Linked DNA regions of Rattus norvegicus: all the other regions are linked to region 2. The links are chromatin contacts, called in public Hi-C maps. All regions are on one chromosome and are shown on one strand. The core of a region is the stretch at or near the end of the contact, and the rest is flanking DNA. Distances in the headings are between cores, read along the strand shown. Region 1 has its middle 11 kb from the start of RGD1562699. Region 2 overlaps Wdr7 (WD repeat domain 7). Region 3 overlaps Onecut2 (one cut homeobox 2). Region 4 holds the start of St8sia3 (ST8 alpha-N-acetyl-neuraminide alpha-2,8-sialyltransferase 3).

Region 1 (2,777 bases), core at 90-2,589, 490 kb after region 2:
ATTCGTCTCTGTGACAAGCCCTGCCTAGCTGAGGACCAGCAGGATCAGGTGTTCCATAAATGTCTGCAGAATGAGTAATAGTTTTAGGAAGGATATGTAAAGTAAAAGCCATTAATTTAGTGCGATACTAAATCCTCCTGTCTGGCCAGCAAAGTATGCCTTTGTCACCCACAGCCAGCATTAAATAATGTCACCTATTCTTTGGGAAGAGACCCTCGACACCGGCCATTTTGCCCAATCTCTTTATAAAGTAAACGTAGAAATAGCAGAACAACTCACAGCTTCATTATATAGTATGGGTTTGGCTGGTAGAGTAAACGCTTTCTGTGGCAACTTTTACAGGCTTGGTTATCATGTTTGAGAATTATTCTAGCATGGGTGAGTAGGACTCTGGCTTATTACCTACATTTCAGGCCAATGAATTTAAGTCCCTCTGTGAGAAAAAGAAATATCTAATTGTATGACTCCTAATGCTATGCTAGGGCACAATCCTTGAGGTAGATTTCTTGGACATGCACTTGAAGTTTCTCAGATATTTGAAAGCTATTCATGGTATCATATATTACTAGCTTCCAGCAGGGTCTGAGTCAGCAACCATTCACTAAACACAGAACCATATCTGCAGACATGTGTGTGTGAGTGTGTGTGCACACGCGTGTGTGTGTATGTGTGTGAGTGTGTGAGTGCGTGTGAGTGTGTGTGTGAGTGTGTGAGTGTGTGTGAGTGTGTGTGTGTGTGTGCAGATGTTGTTTTGTTTAGTTTTTGAGACATGGTCCCATTATGTAGCCTTTGCTGGCCTGAAATTCACCGTATAGACCAGGCTTGCCTCTAACTCATAGAGATATGCCTGCCCTTGCCTCCAGAGTGCTGGGAGGACGTTAAGGTGGGTACCACCTTGCCCAGCTGTGTAAATATTGCTTGTAAGTAGAACAAAGATGATAGAAGTCTCATATCAGTTAAGCTTATTTCAACAAACAAAATCCAAACGTGATTGGCTGTCCGGAGATTTTATTTAACTGTAGAAATCCATGCAACAAATAAATAATGAATTTATATTTCTTCAAAGAAAGGCATTTGTAGTGTTCTGCGAGAGAAAAGATCTCGGCATGCGTACGTAAAATGTATAAGTTTGAAAATGTTCGATGCTGGTTTATTTTTTTTTAAGCTATCTAAATCAAATCCCTTTCACTGCTTATTTTTCTCAAATACTCGATTAAGCAAATCCCGTGGTTCAATTAGGGATGGCTTACTTCAACCTGCTGCCTGCCTATACTGCTACCTACTAATGCACCCTCACCCAGCAGTCGCAGAACCCTGGTGAAACACTCCTTACACGTGAAGAACTCACGCTGTTGTGTGGCAACATGCCGTGCTCTCTGGCAAGCGTAATCACTGAAATCCAAAGCAGCCTGTGTTACCCTTTGCTCCTAAATCTGAACTGGGGGTAGGAAAAGCTACGTGGCCTGTCCCTGCCGTGTGACAGAGTCAAATATTTGAGAGGACAGTCGTGGTGCCAGGTCATTTCCCTCTCCTCCAAGCTGAACTTCTGCTCCAGCTTTTCTACAGGAAACGGATTTCTTCTTCCTTAGTCTGATAGTCTGGACTGAGCTGTAATTTATCTAAGCTTTAAGTGAGGTGTCCAGAAATGAATGGATCAACAGCTTAGAATATAGGGAACCCACTCTCTGCCTTATAAGATGCGCATTGTATTTTTCTTTTGTGTTTAATTACATTACTCTGTGTGTGAGTGTGTGTGCACATATGCATGTGTCTGTGCGTGTGTGTGTGTGCATGTGTGTGTGCATGCGTTTGTGTGTGTGTGCATGCATTCGTGTGTGTGTGCGTGTCTGTGCGTGTGTGTGTGTGTGTCTGTGCGTGTGTGTGTGTGTTACGAAGCGGGTGTAGAAGGTGAGGTCTGGAGATAGCTTTATGGGGTTGCCTCCCTCCTTCTACCACGTGACTGAGCTCAGAGCACAAGGCTCAGCAGCTAGCATCTTTACCAGCTTTATACCATAGTTTTCGAAATGCCATCTAAAGTAGATTGCACCGCAAAAGACAACTATGCTTGTACTAACACAGATCGAGCATGCTTGGTCCGAAAATCTGCTTGGTACACGTGCCAGCATGGTTCCGCAGGTGGAAATTACACACTTAAACTCATGTGACGTGCTACAGAGGCACTGAAAAGACTGCACACGATGACTTACAGGTTCTGCGTCGGAGGTAAAGCATAAACGAGTTTTCATGCTTCGACATTCCGGAATAGAAACTCTAAACTCCCAAACCCCTAACCCTCGGCCAAGATTTTACTGAAAGCATTGTACGAAGGAGAACCAAAAGCCCTGTGACTTGCCACTGGAACATTTTGGATGGCAGCACCCCGAAATATCACCTAACAAGATGATATATCAATACTATACACACAAACTGCAGTGCCAGGCCAAGCCTCCGATGGCATGTAGGAAATGAGCCTGTGAGGGCGAGGGGGCAAGCACTGAGGAGAAAACAGCGTGTTCCTGCAGCACCGGAATTAATCTAAACTGAGTTTTCCTATAAGGATATATTTAAGAGATGCCTCTCTTAGGAAATGTAAAAGAACTACCAGATGTCCCAGAAATTTACAAATGACATGAGATCAGCATATCAAAGAGATATACTGTTAATTAGTCTCATGTTGGCTGAAGCAATTTTAATAACCTAAACAGGGAATCACACTCAGTGTCCACCAATAGATGGGTGGAGAGAGGAACTGTGGCAGGAATATGAATAGTTCAGAG
Region 2 (2,964 bases), core at 461-2,960:
CTAAGCCAGTTAAGATTCTTGGCATCAGTCTGAATTATGTTCACCCACACTTTGTACCTTTCATCTTGTCACTCAATAGAGCAGCTCTTGTGCCACCACCCCCTCCACCCTTCCACCCCTCACACCTTCTACCCACTCTACCCTCTTCAGTCCCCTCAGTCCCACCCCTCCTCACCCTCCCACCCCAACTATGTCCCGGACCCATTAGATGGCTTACATCCCAATCTGGATTTACTCTCTCTTTACAAATTTTAATATTATCTGACTTTTATTGAAAAATATGGAAAGTAACTGTGAAATGCTTATAATTGTATCACCACAACAAGTACATAGGTCTAGTGGATGTTTGATGTTCTATAAATATGCAGGTGGAATTTGTTTAGATCCATTAAAAAATGAAAAGCAGACTTGAATTTTTTGATAATGTTTTTAAATGGGGAATTTATTTCTTCAACATATTTTGATGGGATTTTCATTTGTAAGAAAATGTTTATTATTTATTTTAGAGAGATCAAAAACATTGGGTAAAGTATTAGAGAGATAACTCTTTCTCATGCTGATTGAAAAACAAGTGATCTCTAAGAGTAGCCTTGATCACAATTTACTTCTGGCTGTTGGTTGTTTCTCTCTGTGTTAGTCCATGCATGGGAACGTAAGACACTAACACTGGTGGTCTTGTGGGGTGAGGTAGGAATTCTCAGTGTTCTGTCTTCTCTTGACTTAATATTCTTTTTATTTTTCTTTTTAAACATTTTCATAGTTCAGTAAAATGATAGGCATCTTTAATATGTGTATTAACAACATTCATATATACATATTTTATGACTCTTTTATATGGGAGTATGTTTAACAATATAAATAGAATTAAGACAGGAGTCTATCAGGGAGCTCTCTTTTTAAGTCCCAAGTAGCTTGATGACTTGCTCTAGTCAAGAAGAATTTTGAGTAAGTCATTGTTTGAGCATATAACAGAAGTAGATCGCTACTAATCCATCTAGCATCATCCTGTCAACCCGAGCATTTCACTATATACATATGTAGGGTGAGACGTTAATCTTTTCTGTTAGTGTTCATTTTATGAATGGCAGATTTCCCAATCTATAGCCATAATATTTCAAGGAATGCCCTGCTCTCGTGTCTCTCGGTGTTATGTTAAGATGGACTCAGCTCATCTGGGAAAAGTTTTGAAGCCCAGCGGCTGCTATTTTCTGACATGTACAAGATTGGTTACTAATGTCCACATTTTAAATGGAGTTAACAATTAATAGGAAATCATGTTCTATATCTGTATATGCTTCCAGTTAATAGTATAGGTTTCTAATAAAGGAAATAATTTGTGGACAGAAAGTCTGTGAAGAAAAAGTGCCAAATAACAACTGAAATTAATTTGATAATCTAATTAGCAGTGTGTTAAAATGAGGATTCGTGAAACAATGTAATAAGTTAAATTAAAGCCATGTAATAATTTTATTAGCACATAATTCTCCTCCTACATGCAGTTAAAAGCCAACAGAATCCCACACCTGTAAAAAGATTAGAAATGAAAAGTCTGTGTAACTGTCTGTTAGGTTCAGACTTTCCAGTTTTTCATACTTCCTGAAGGCCCTCAGAAATCTGTGGTAAAATGAGGGCTGGCCTCGTAACAGCTCTCCTTCTCCTTCGGCCTAGACAGACAGAGTCCTTGTGTGATGACGGTGGGCAGACAGTGATTTGTCAGTGGCTCTTTAGACTTTGAGCATGGACTCTGTTCACATTGGTTTGCCTTTTTCTGTAAACCCAAGGGTTTATATTCCTGTTTATTTATTAACGTGGCTCTTTTAAAAAATTCCCAAGTTGCTTATGACTTCTCCATTTTTTACAGTTCTTTTCTCTATATTTAACCTCTCCTAAGTTTATTTTTTAATTTTTTAAATTTTACATTTCTTATTCAGTTCTCAGGGATTATGTATGTTATAATTTATCACATTTTAATAACTTTCTGGATGCTGAGTTCTTCTCTATGTCTGTGGTTTGTGCTCTGGGTAGAACCTTCACTAGAAAAGTTGGCCCTGGGCTGAGCCATCACAAGTCACCCAGATCTGTGGCTGTTAACATCCAGGTATTGTGTTCTCCTGCCTTCGGTTTCCATCCCTCCTCCTTAGCAGGAGGCAGCAGAAGAGAAAATTCAGCCTGTGATAAGTGTTCAAAAGCAGAGGCAGCCAGAAACCCCGGAAACTCCAGCTTCCTCCACAAAACCCTTTTACCAGTGGAGACTTTCAGTCAGGTATCATTGTTTTGTTATTAGGAAGGGTACTACAGTGATTAGAAAAAAAAAAAAAAGTGCTACAAGTGCTCCATATATAAACAGCTGCCCTGTAACACCTCATGTGGATTAAAGCTGTTGTCCCTTTTGGTCTCAATTTTACACCACTGATGTAATTTTTATGTGAATCCGATAAGTGCTTTGTCATGATATGCATAAAAATGTTTCAGGTGTAACAGGTTATTTTACTGACTTGTAATGAGCAGGTATAAAAATCTCTGTAGGTGTCCTCTGGAAATTCATGTTTTAAAATGTCTTAAACCCAGCTTTTCTGTGTAAGTCTCAACCTAGGAGTTGGGGATTTTTAGGGCAACAAATAAGTAGGAGACAAGATTATACAAATGACTTGCTGTTTTCAAATGTGTACTATAGTTTATGTAACTATCTCCCAGAAAGTTCTCTTTTTTCAAGAATAATTGTTACAATTTGTATAGCTATAGTTAAGATGTTTTTAAATTCCTTGGGTTGTTGTTTTCTGGGTTTTTTGTTTGTTTTTCTTTTTCTTCTTTGTTTTTAACATAGTGAGAGTGCAGTAAAGGTAAAGAAAACTAATTTGCTTTTTGATGTTTTTTGAAAAAAAGTAGAGTAATACAGATCACAGAGAGCAATGTAATAGCACTGTGTGAATAAAAAGAAATATTTACATGATTACTCGAAAAGCA
Region 3 (3,118 bases), core at 524-3,023, 510 kb after region 2:
ACCCCCTTGCTAGGGCTGCAAGCATTTACTAGGGTTTATGCTAGGTCTCCGGAGAGGTTAAGGTGCTCTCGGAAAGAGGTGCTGAGAAATTAAGACGCGAGTTAGTTAATGCTTCTGGGCCTCAGCAGGCTGTAAGCTCCGCCTTTGCATTAAAGTGGGCGCTGATTGTGCGCGCAGGGGAGTGCGGCGGAGGCCCGGCTGCCCGCGGCAGGGGACCGGTCAACGCGCGGGTTACATTGTTCCGGAGCGGGCACGGCTCTCTGTGCCTCCTCTAGCGGCCGAGAGGCGAGGTACAGCCCTCTATTGTTCTAGGAACACTGAAACCTCCGGTATGGGCGGTGAGTGCAAAAGCGAAAGACGCCGCCTGGGCTGCGGCTGACACAGTTTCGAGCTTTTGTGCAGACAGACCCGACTCCCAGAGTGCTACGACTGCTCTGCCCCTAGGCCTGAACCGCGGACCCAGAGGGGCAAGGAGTCCAGACCTCCCGCTGGTGAGGACATAACAATAACCAGCTGCAACCTTGGCTGGGTGACTTCGTGCTTCTTGGTGCTCTAGGAACAGTTAGCTAGCGTTGGCCTTAATTTGCTTAAAACCCGTATTAGGGCTCGCGTGGTTCTGAATCCGGCGCTCACGAGCTCTGGATCTTCTTAGGTCAGGTGTCCATTCCGGTCCCTCAAGACTTTCTTCCACCACCAGACCGGGTTTTGTGCGGTGCATCCTACCGTTCCTAGCAGAACTAAGGGATGTGTCCCGGGGTATGGTCACTGCTCCTAAGGAGGAGACGTTTCCACCTACAGTCCCTTCCTTTGCCCAATGTTGGGTTTTGTTCGCTTCTCAGCAACCTCCCGTGTCAATCTAAAAGGGTAAGGAAAAGAAAGAAAAAACGATTTCTTCCAGAGAACTCCCCTCAAAATCTCTGGGCTATGGACAGTTTTGACTAGAGGTTGAGGCCGACTTTAATCTTTTTTTCTCCGTTAGCTTATTCTCCATCCTCTTATACACTCTCCTCGTTTTGTGCTCCTGGTCCCGGGTAAAGATAAAGCTTTGAAAGCTAGAGGCTTAATGATTGCTCTCGTTATGGTAACTTCATTTTAGACTTCCCATTCCCCGATACTGTAGGAGCTCTAAGGGGTCTCAAGCATTGGTTGGTTTCCTGCGCTTGTGGGGGGGGGGCGCAGAAGGAACTTGGCAGCTGCTCCTAGGGGTACAGTAAAGGGCTCCACGACAGCTTTTCCTCTCTGGGCCATCTCGGAGCGCTGCCGCCCCCTCACGCCCGTCCGGCAAAGGGCAATGCTGTATAAAAACACTAGCATTCTGTCCGTGTTGAAAGTTAAAGCTTCCCCTTGCAGCGAGCTTTTCTACAGTGGATGAGGAAGAGTGTGGTACCTGGGGCTCTCAGCCCCAAACTCCTGGAGAGTTGCCAGGTGACTCCTGGGGCAAACCTTCCAGACTTGTATCGTGATTTCCGGCGGGGATCGCAGACAGGGAAAGTAAGCGGAGCACCCGGTTTTGCTCAAACATTTAACTGTGAGTCTGTTTTATAACCTTAGGAGAAATGGGGACAAGCGCCTTCCCTTTTTTTTTTTTTTTTAAATCTGGCCGTTTTGTCGGCAACTACAAGTATTGAGTAGTTATAGGGGGCTTTTCGGTATGGGGTCAGTAGATCAGTGCCTTCAGACACTGTCAAAAGCTGGAGATGGGTAAATAGGTATTATGTGCTCGGTAGAGTAGGGAACAGAATCGCACAGAGTAGAAAAGGAAGGCCTTTGATTGTTATTGATCGGTGGGAAACCCTGCTGGGAACCATCCCGGAGTCCGGGTCTTTGGGGCCCTGGGGTTAAGCAAGTCAGTGACTTCCCAGGATGGCCGGCCGTCCCAGCCCAGCACCTTCACACACACACACTCTCTCACTCTCTCTCTCTCTCTCTCTCTCTCTCTCTCTCTCTCTCTCTCATTTCATCATTTTGAGACCCATCTGTACAAGGGTCAGAGGGACTCTGATTGTCAAGCTCTATTTTTAGGTCAAGTATACCAGTCACCCCGGAAAGCTGGGCCGTCCAGCCAGCCCATGAACCTTCCCAGTCTTTCTACTGTCAAGCTTGGGTATACAGCAAAGACGACTCCTCCGGACCAAGTTAGTGAAGTTCGGATTGTCCCAAAGTAGAAGTCAGGGAAAGAAACTCTACCCTCACTGGGTGGTGAGAACGGCTAGTAGTAACAACCGGTCAAATAGGCTGGGAGTGGCCCAAGACGGGATCCCGCTGGGCCGTTCTTATTAGCCTGGCGCGAGGACAAACTCACGCAGGTTTGAGCACACTTTCTCTGGCTTTGATCCTCCAGGGCCTCGGCACAGCGCACAAAAGCGAACTAGGAGGAACCGCGGGAGCTCAGGGAAGAACCTGAGTCCATGAGGGGGGTCATTACTATTATTGTTGTTGTTGTTGTTGTTGTTGTTGTTGTTGTTGTTGCTTTTCTCAACGCAGGAAAACAATAGCGTGGCTGCTATTACCGTCATAACAGAGGTTTCTGCCTCCTGGGAGCGAGGCTTCGCTGTTGGCCCTCCCGGAGCCGAGCTCCAGTGCCAACTGCGTGAAGACCTTCTCCAGGAAGCAGTCCCTAAACAGACAGAATAGAGCCTACTCAGTCCAGGAGGTTTTAAAGTCCTTAGCCAACTCGATGCCCTCGGGCCCAATTGTCGCCCGCCTCAGCGGATGTGGTCAGATCATTGATCGCCCCATAGCTCCTGCATTCATACGTGCGCATCTCCTGCCGCGCCGTACAGGTGCTTTTTAGATGACGCGGGAGACAGGTTTTTGCTAAAACGAAGGGCTGGAAGTGGGCCTCCGCCACAACGTTCTTTCCGTTTCGCACCCAACATTTCCGACCATCTTGTTTGTCCAATCCGGGGGCCCAGCCCGCTGGGGGTTTACTTTGGGGATCCGAGTCAGGAGGCCAAACCCAGTGCACACCGGTGCAGAACAGACTGATCTGTTAGCTTGCTGGCTGATCAGATTAATAACTGTAAAGCTCACTACCGGTGTTCTTGCCGTGTCAAGTCCCTAGTCCCCAAAGAACGCCTTCCGAACAGAGATTGAGACGGAACTTGTAGAGGAAGGC
Region 4 (3,180 bases), core at 625-3,124, 430 kb after region 2:
AGGGCTGTGCCTAGGTTTTATGTGAAAGTTAGAGATTGGACTCCTTCAGTCCTCACACTCGTGTGACAGGCACTTTACCAACTGAGCCATCTTTGAGCTCCTGGAGCTTTTTAAGTAACAAAAAACTCCAAGAGGAAAAAATTATCTGTGTACCCTTGGCTCCCATCATCATAGTTTGGTACAGGGGTCTTTAGAGGGCACGAGATGGTCCCCTTTGTCATTGACAACAGAAGTACCGTGTTGCTGACCACGGCCACCTACTCAGTGAGAGAGCTTGCCCCATCCGTCTTCACATATTTAACTAGTATTCCCTCAAGATGAGACATTACTAGGGGAGAAGACATGGTCCTTGCTCTGCAGGAGCTCACAGCCCAAGAGGCCTTCCTTTTGGTGAATGTACCATTCCAAAGGCAGAGCATATAGGCTCTCCCACCTTCATAAAGGCATGAGGCCTCTTGGAGAAATCTCAACTTGCTTTATGGAAAAAGGTTCTCAAAGGCCAACGTCTCACCTTGACTGTCTTTCAGCAGTGCTTATTGACCAGCACAGGGACCACCAAACCATGGGTAAAGGCAGAGTAGAAGAGACCATAGTCTAACTGTGAAGAGCAAAGCTAAAGAAACAAATGAGTTTCCTCTGAGCATGACTGAAAGCTGACCGATGTGCATTTCTAATGGTTATTAAGATAGCGTGTGATGAGACAATATAATCAAGCAATACACATGTGTTTTCTTGCCACCCTCCAGTCAAACCTCTTTCACTTAGGTCTTGAACTCCCCCAAAAGCCGTTTTGTGCACTTATAATGGCCCTGGCTTCTGGGAACCTTAGGCCACCTAGCCCACCAGAAGCCTGTCCTAAAAATAAATCCTAAGTGTGAACAATAGAGACCCAGTCAGGTCTAACAGTTCCAAGCTTGATGCTGAAGTACATAGGCCAAGCACTGAGAGGAGCGTGAGGGACACAGTCGAACCTTCCACGCTGACTGTTTTAGGTAAGTATATAAGTAAAGAGCACGGTGAGATAGTCTAGAATATTCTCTAGAAGGTTTTTAGTGTTCCCAAGGCAGGCTAGCCCAGCTGCTGTTTAGATCTTCCTTGCAGAAAGGCTGCAGCAGGTGATGCCTGATGGAGATGAGAAAGCTTTTAAACGTTTGCCTTCCTAACAAAAAAAAAAAAAAAAAAAAAACCCTTCTCTTTGCATCTCTGAGAAGTACCCAGCCGGTGTTTATCCTCCACAGTAGCAAATCGGGTTGTTTATCCTTCTATTTCGTGATGTATTTTATAAAGTAATGAATGGTTCATTAAACTAAGTTTGGGCATCTGTCTCCCAACAGCCTCCTACCCAGCTGTACCCTTAGCGGGTCCTGGAGGCCATTGGAGTGGGCCTATTTCCCGTCCCACCCCCACCCCACCCCCAAGCCGCTTCCCCTCCTGCCCTCCCTCCTCCTCATCCCTCCCCTTGGTTATTTAGGAGATTAGAGTTCATTAATTAAATCCTGTGCTTAGATCGAACTGTAACACTATTCCAATCACATTTATCTTTCAGGCGGCGGTGGAGATGGCAACCTCGCTGGAAACGCGCGGGGGAGCCTGAGCCGGCAGCCGGAGACGCACTGCTCGGTGTACTCCATCGCCCGCCACGCCGCCGCGCAGACCCTCCATCTTCCTGCTCAGCTCCGGGCCAGGCTCAACCCTGCCCCGGGGTGGGGTAGGGGGCGGCTCCGACTTCTCCCGGGGCTCCAGGTCGTTCTCCACCCCCAGGCCCTCTGCGACTCAATTGCCTGGGTCCCCCCTCCCCCGCCACACACACTCACACGCGCCCGCGAGCACACACGCACGCACACAACACACTCACACGCCAGCAGGCTGCTGGCCGCTCAATGGACCGATTTCCCCGGTTTCCCTGAACCCAGCCTAGCCCGGAATGAGAAATTGCAAAATGGCCCGAGTCGCCAGTATACTAGGGCTGGTCATGCTCAGCGTGGCCCTGCTGATTTTATCGCTTATCAGCTACGTGTCCCTGAAAAAGGAGAACATCTTCACCACTCCCAAGTACGCCAGCCCGGGGGCGCCCCGAATGTACATGTTCCACGCGGGATTCCGGTGAGTGTGGGCCTCTGCTGGAGCGCCCTCGGGTATCTCGGGTCGATTGGTGTGTTGGGGAACCGTCAGAGAAGAGTGTTTGGGCTCCTCGGTAACTGCGTGGTCCTTTCATTCCTCCTTCTGTTTCTGCACTTTATATATATATTTTTTATCCCAAAGCCCCTAAAAGCCTTTGTCCTAATCGATGTGATTGAATTTCTCCCATTCTTCCTCTGCGTCCCCTCCCCCGTTTCAAAACTGGGGTGTTGGTGGTTGAGCGACAGGCGGTGTTTGGACAGCGGGAGTGGGGGTGTTGAACCCGGAGATGGGCAAGGTTTGAGGTGAGCGATCTGGCCGAGCACCAGCGGCGGACTCCGCAGGCCTGGCGGGGCGATCTAATGGCGCAGGCGCCGACTACACTCGCACCCCATCCCTCCCCCTCTTTCTCATCTAATGATGCGCAGGTTTATTCTCTTGAAGCCCCTAGGGGGTTCTTCCTCGACCCTTCCCCCGCTGCCACCCGCCCCCTCCTTTCCTAGATTTCTGCAATTCCTCAGCCCCTGCGGGAAACAAGCCTTCTGCTGAGGGCCGCCCACCCTGCCCGGGTCGAAGTCACCGCGGGGCGCAGCTCCGCACAGCTCATCCGGAGCCCCACCCCTACCTGTGCCCGCAAGGCGCTCTCCCCGCACCGCCTTCCGATGGGCGGGTGGCAACCACAAGCCGCACCCTGTGGGCCAAGCTGGGCCAGAGATGTGCAACCTGAAGATGTTGGGCCTGGACAGAAGAGCCCGGCTGCAGGCAGCCTCTGGGAGTCTCCAGCTAAAGGCTGAGGGTGAAATCAGACTTGGGCGTGGGAAGGAAAAGGTTAAGGCTGGAGCCCCCCAACCCCCACCCCTTTCGCCTGAGTCTCGAATTTCCTCTGCCCTTTCACCAAAAATCAATTCTCCGAGCCCGGGAGTGGCAGGGTCCGGTCGGAGGCTGCTGTCCGCGGTGCTGACTCGTAGTCCCGCTGAGCCGTGGACTGCAGCCCTGGGCTGGGCTCCGACCCTTGCTGTCTGAGTGACCGCCATCTTTCTTATGGTCTCACCTGCACCCGGA

Evidence for each region. Hi-C and Micro-C count contacts between places; a contact is called where the count stands out from the background.
Region 1: a Hi-C map of liver shows a contact between it and region 2, with 2.1 times the contacts expected there. The contact joins two enhancer-like sites. A contact is called at or near these places in 2 of 12 Hi-C or Micro-C datasets (kidney and liver).
Region 3: a contact with region 2 is called in a Hi-C map of liver, with 5 times the contacts expected there. The contact joins two enhancer-like sites. A contact is called at or near these places in 5 of 12 Hi-C or Micro-C datasets (the A7r5 cell line, Schwann cells, hepatocytes and 2 more).
Region 4: a Hi-C map of kidney shows a contact between it and region 2, with 3 times the contacts expected there. The contact joins the promoter of St8sia3 here to the enhancer-like site in region 2. A contact is called at or near these places in 2 of 12 Hi-C or Micro-C datasets (kidney and liver).

The regions. Positions count from the first base shown.
Region 1 is chr18:60,086,177-60,088,953 of GRCr8, forward strand. No RefSeq gene overlaps it. Among named protein-coding and RNA genes, the nearest start is that of RGD1562699, 11 kb to the right of the region's middle. Within about 2 kb of position 1,340, at least 2 of the 93 cell types and tissues checked have an H3K27ac peak or open chromatin away from gene starts, as enhancers often do. A contact at or near this core is called in liver, where this site is marked.
Region 2 is chr18:59,597,546-59,600,509 of GRCr8, forward strand. All of the region lies in intron 20 of Wdr7 (WD repeat domain 7), which reads left to right. Among named protein-coding and RNA genes, the nearest start is that of Wdr7, 160 kb to the left of the region's middle. Within about 2 kb of position 1,711, at least 4 of the 93 cell types and tissues checked have an H3K27ac peak or open chromatin away from gene starts, as enhancers often do. A contact at or near this core is called in kidney and liver, where this site is marked.
Region 3 is chr18:60,104,503-60,107,620 of GRCr8, forward strand. The region is part of intron 1 of Onecut2 (one cut homeobox 2); the gene reads left to right. Among named protein-coding and RNA genes, the nearest start is that of Onecut2, 4.1 kb to the left of the region's middle. Within about 2 kb of position 1,774, at least 3 of the 93 cell types and tissues checked have an H3K27ac peak or open chromatin away from gene starts, as enhancers often do. A contact at or near this core is called in liver, where this site is marked.
Region 4 is chr18:60,022,681-60,025,860 of GRCr8, forward strand. It overlaps St8sia3 (ST8 alpha-N-acetyl-neuraminide alpha-2,8-sialyltransferase 3), which reads left to right and starts at 1,875. Exons shown (of 4, transcript NM_013029.2): 1 at 1,875-2,103. The coding sequence starts at 1,925.